Linked DNA regions of Muntiacus reevesi: region 2 is linked to region 1. Evidence: chromatin contacts called from public Hi-C data. All regions are on one chromosome and are shown on one strand. Each heading gives the region's core, a stretch centred on a gene start, on an enhancer-like site or on the middle of the called end of the contact. The rest is flanking DNA. Distances are from core to core; before and after follow the strand shown.

Region 1 (2,632 bases), core at 73-2,572:
ACTTCACATGCCATTACTGGATTGATGTCCTGGGCCCCCTGAGGTTTATGCCTGTTAGTGAAACCCATCAGGGGGATTTGCTCTGACAAGCAGCAGCAAAACTAAAGCCTTTGTCTGTACTGGCAGTAAACCACCCATGACATGGATGCCTTTGGCGTGAAGCTTCCTACTCTATCGCACTCCGTTAAACTGGCTCATTCTCAGAAACAGCTGTTATAAAAATCCGATGCCTGGGCCCCATTTCAAACCCAGTGAATCCAATGTCCAGACATCTGGGTTTTGTTTTTCTTTTTAAGCTCCTTAGCGCTGCCGATAGCTTGTTTTTTCTTTCTTGAAGATGTTTCAAGAACAGTATTACATTTTTTAAGGGATAATAATGTAAACAAGTTTTGTAAAAAGAGTACTGACGGTTTTGACAATTTATCACTGCACTTATTTGCTTTTCTCCTATGACAAATTTTTCTTGGAATATGTATTTCCCCTCATGGGTCTTAACTTTTTATTGCAACTGTAGGTAGTGGATACTAGAGACTCGGAGAATCGACAGGAGCGCCTTGTAGCTCTCCAGTCAACAAATATTGAGTGTCCTGCGGTGAATGTGTAAGATGGATGGGGGATGGGGTGGTCCATCCACCAAGGCCTGTGAAGGAGGATGTAGGAGTACATGTGCTGCGCTTAGTCGCTCAGTCGTGTCCGACTCTTGGCGACCCCAGGGACTGTATGTAGCCCGCCAGGCCCCTCTGTCCATGGGATTCTCCAGGCAAGAATACTGGAGTGGATTGCCATTTCCTTCAGAAAGGTAAAGTAGGAAAAAACTTGAATGCGGTAGTTGGAGGATTAGGCACCAGTCAGTTGCTTTTGTTTATTGAACATCCTTGAACAACAGAAATACAATCATGAATAATTCTCAGTCCCTGGGCCCAGGGAAGCACGGGTTCGGGAGAAGTAACACTTTCAACCGGAACCAACCAGTGACACTTCCGTGTGAACTGGGACAAGAGCCTTTTTCCCACAGGTGGAAGAGCGAGCGGGCGGGGCGAGGTGAGGACTGGGGTGGAGCGAAGGAAGGACCGCCCCTTCCCCTGTAACTGATCTAAGGCCCCGCCCGGAACCCAAGCCCTCAAGGGGAGAACCATCACGTCATCCTACAACCACCTCCTCCCGCCCCGCGTTCTCACGTGACTGCGCGGGGCGGGGCTAGCTCCCCTCGGCCACACTCCCGCGAGAACGTCTAGTCCACGGGCTGCGCACGCGCGGGCCGGGCACGCCTGCGTCTCAGGCCCCGCCCCTCTTCCGCGAGCGCTCGGCGTGTTTGGCGTTACCATGGAGCTGCCGGGCCGCCCAGAACGCCGCTGGTCCCCCTGGCAACGCGGGAGGACCAAACCCGACCCGGGTGGCGGCGGCGGGAGCGGCCGCAATGGTGTCTAACCCAGTGCATGGCCTGCCTTTTCTCCCAGGCACGTCCTTTAAGGACTTAACGGTGAGGACTTCTCCGGCCAACCCCCTGACCCCACCTCCTGGCAGCCTCGGAGGGCTCGCAGCAGGTTGCGTCTCTTCTCGTCGACGCGAGTTTGTCGTTTTCCCCTTCAAACCCTCTTTCTGCCCCCAACTCTGTTCTCCCCACCACCACCACACCCGACCTCACCCTCTTTCCCCAGTTTGCTCCCAGCCCATCCCTCTCTGGTTTTTCCACTCCATCCTGGCAGTCTGTTGGCCTCCCAGCGTTCTTCCTTGCTGCGCTGCTCTTGCTGGTTTTCCCCACCTGGTTCCCGAGCTCCCTCGGCCTTCTCTCTAGCTCATTCTCCCTTCTGCGTACCTCTCCTGCCCAGGTCCATCCTTAAACTCTTCTTCCCTCAACCTGGGCCTCTTCCCCGACTCAACCTCTACACGCCTTCGTCCTTATTTCCACAGCCCGATCCCACCCACTCTCCGCAAGCCCATCATTGCCGCCCGCATTTTTCCTCTTCTGAATCCTAGACCCAGTAATCGCTCCCACTCCCAACTCCATTTCCACCTGTTGGCTTCTTTCTGCCAGGTGCTTTGCCGCGGTCTCATTTATGCTTCTACGAAGCCCTATCTCCTTTTCTGTCCAGCACTTCGACTTTTTCTGCAGTCTTGTTTAATCTTTTTTCCCCCAAATGCTCTTGCTCGTAAAGTTAAATTTTCAACACTTGGCCAACTTCCTCCCAAACCATCCTCAGGTGATTTATGGGAGAAAATTGCGCTTTAGTTCCCTCTGCCACAATTGATGTGTTCTTGTTTTTTCTTCCTCTAGCCCTTTTCCCTTTTAACATTTTTATAAAAAATTGCTGTTTGGATTTTGTTTCACTCCTCCCCTACCTTAAGTGTTTTTAGTTGTATCCTCTAGACAAAACTGAAGAGAAAAAAAAATAGACTTGTGTTTGTTTTTTTTCCCCTCTGACACAGTTTAGCCCTTGACAAAATTATGATTTTAATACTGAAATTTCAGGGTTGCTGAAATATGTGTTGGAAGGTCAGCATTAAGATTCAATAGACTGATTTTCAAAGATGAAACAATAATCATTTATATTTTTGTAGTTTAACAATTTAAACTATAAGTTCCTCTCCTTGGTCATAAAGGTAAGGTAAAAAAAACTGGAGACTGACTGCT
Region 2 (2,632 bases), core at 96-2,595, 420 kb after region 1:
CCTTTAAAAACTAAAAACTGGTAAACTTTTAGTCTCCTTTAAATAAGAATATACTTTTTACAGGTAGCTGACTTAGGAGGCAAATGAAAACATACCCACCAGAACGATGGATCCTAACATTAAAAGATAGTAGTTGTGGCTTCCATAATGTAGCTCACCATTCTGCACCCCTCCCTTTCTTTTTTTCTGCCTCTGTTTTTCTGCAGAAAAATGTACTGCATTACTAAGATCTAAATAAACAGAATAAAATAACGGATAAGAGATTTAAACTCTTGTGAATTCGTGGAATCACGAGTAGGGCTTGGAAACCTGGTGACTATTAGTACCCCACACCTAGTAGAAATCTCAGAAACTCCATAAATGTTTGCTGAAAGAAGGTAAGAAGCTCCAAGGCTAGGTTTACACATAGCATGCCAAAGTCAGTATTTAAAACAAAGTCAAGTGTGGAAAAGTAATATACCGCCAGCCAAACCCGAATGCCGTCTGCGGAAGTGAAATCAGGTGTTTGGGCTTTAAGAGGCGGGGCCAGAACAGCGTGCGAGTACCGGCGCTCTACGTGGAATGGCTGACTACAAATCCCACTGTGCCGCGGGAGCCGTCGCCGCGAACTATCGGGGCCGGAGAGCCCCAACGTCCTCCTTGCGTTGCATGATGGGGTTTGCAGTGCGACGTGCGTTGCGGGGAATGGGGGGCTAAGTTTTCTCTCGGGCTTTTCTCCTGAGCGCCTCTTTTTCTCAACCTCCAGAACCGTGTTTTTGAGAAGCTTAGTAATTATGACGGACTTACGATAGTGGAATTCCACTGTTTGCGGTCCTGGGTTGGGATTCTAGCCACTGTCGCCGAGAACCGTGTAGCGACCACCCCGAGCACCCAATTCGATGCCTTAGGACCGCTTGCCTGAGGGTCTTAACTCTAAGTTTGAGTTAACGGCTGTTCAAGTTTGCATAAGTTCACTGAGCCGAACACTAGGTCGAGTTTGACTTTCGGACACCCGATGTCCCTCCTGGGCTGTGCCTCGTGCGCAAACCAAGCGAATGTCCCTCGGCTATCCACCGGGCAGCGAGGGGGCCGCGGAGCCGGGCGACGGCGGCTCGGCAGTGCGCATGCTCGCCGCGCCGGCGCAGGTTTCCGCGGCAGACGAGCAGCTCCGCTGCGGCGTCCGGGGTTTCCAGCAGGGCCGGCGCTCCCGTTCGCGCAGAGTCCTTGGCCTCGGCGGGCACTCGGCGTCCCTGCGCTCCGCGAGTCCCCGGCCGCCGCCCCAGCGCGCCGCGATCTGGCCCTCTGCCCCGCGAAGATGGCTGCCGTACGCCGGGCCCGCAGTTACTGCCGCTGCCTGGTGCGCTTCTCCGACCGAGAACTCTGCTAAGCCCCGCTGCAGCAGACGGCAGGAGTAGACACCGGACTCGCAGCGCACCTCCTCGCGGGGGCGGTGCCGAGGGGGCGCCGAGAGCCCCTCGGCCGCGGCCGGCCGGCCAGCCAGCATGGTAAAGCGCCGAGGGGCTCGGGCGGGCGGCGGACGGGAGGACCCGGGCCTGCGGAGGGGAGTGGGGAGGAGGAACCTTTGAGGGGTGGGGTCTGCAAGGCTACCACCATCCTGGGGTCCTCGTCTGAGGGAGAGGATGGTGGCAGCCTTGCCAGATTCCTGGAGTTACTTCCTGAGGAGCACCCCCGCACCCTTCCCCTCCACCCCACCCCCCAAGCTGGGGGCTCCAGGTTAGCAGAGAGGGATTGCTGGACGGCCGAGAAAAATGCCTCTCTTCGGCCTGCTGAGGACATTGAACCAATCTCTTTCCTTTATTAAAAGCAGCGAGCGTAGATTGAGGTGAGCCGTCGCAGTATCTGAAATCGGGAGGGAGCTTTGGCAAGTGAAGGCACTTGTTGATCGCCGTGTCTCCCCGCAAGAAACCCAAAAACAAAACCTGCCCAGCGAGCCGCCATTCTGGCCTTTTAAGGCGTCTTGAGTTTAGGACGCACCTGCCCCAGGACGCGGCTGTGCCTAGGGCAGGGTTTTGGCCGGCGGTTTGAGGGATTCTGTCGCATTTCACGGCCATGAAAGCCCGAGTGGTCCAAGTGGAGAGACTGAAAAGCTCTAGAAGTTGACAACGCAGGTTCCATGGAGCTATTGCGTGCTGGCAAGGGTACTCTCTGCCCCCTGTTACTTTGCTTTGGCTCCCAATAAATTGTCGATGTGAGAAACTTAACTATGGCCAAGTTGAATCTTCAAGAGCGAAATGATACCAAGCTCATTAGTTTATAGTAGACACCCAAGTGTTTAGGAATGTATGAATGGTTGAATGAGTTTATGAAGTCAATTTGGAGAGTATAAAAACACTAATTAACTCTGCTTCTAAACTTTTAGAGATAGTTCTCTGACCAGGATTAAGCACTTAACTTTGGGTATTAATCCCATCTGTGAAACAGTAAAATGATGAACACATGAGCTACTCTGGTGAAAAGTGGTGTTAAGTCAAACTCAATTATGTAAAACAAACTGAATATCTCTGCATGACAGCCGAAGACCTACTTATTTCAAGTGGTATTTGAGTTGAAAAATGCGGTAAAACCCCAAATTTGTTTTTGTCATACTGTCAAAATCAAAGTCACAGTGGATTAGAGCTCTATTATAACACAA

What was found. A called contact is a pair of places that touch in the nucleus more often than the background predicts.
Region 2: a contact with region 1 is called in a Hi-C map of muscle, with 12 times the contacts expected there. The contact joins the promoter of FBXO9 here to the promoter of EFHC1 in region 1. A contact is called at or near these places in 2 of 3 Hi-C or Micro-C datasets (blood and muscle).

Annotation. Positions count from the first base shown.
Region 1 is chr20:25,943,103-25,945,734 of mMunRee1.1, forward strand. EFHC1 (EF-hand domain containing 1) reads left to right here and starts at 1,323. Exons shown (of 11, transcript XM_065912098.1): 1 at 1,323-1,480. The coding sequence starts at 1,418.
Region 2 is chr20:26,365,770-26,368,401 of mMunRee1.1, forward strand. FBXO9 (F-box protein 9) reads left to right here and starts at 1,346. Exons shown (of 14, transcript XM_065913184.1): 1 at 1,346-1,484. The coding sequence starts at 1,482. LOC136151782 reads right to left here and starts at 1,088. Exons shown (of 2, transcript XM_065913191.1): 1 at 787-1,088.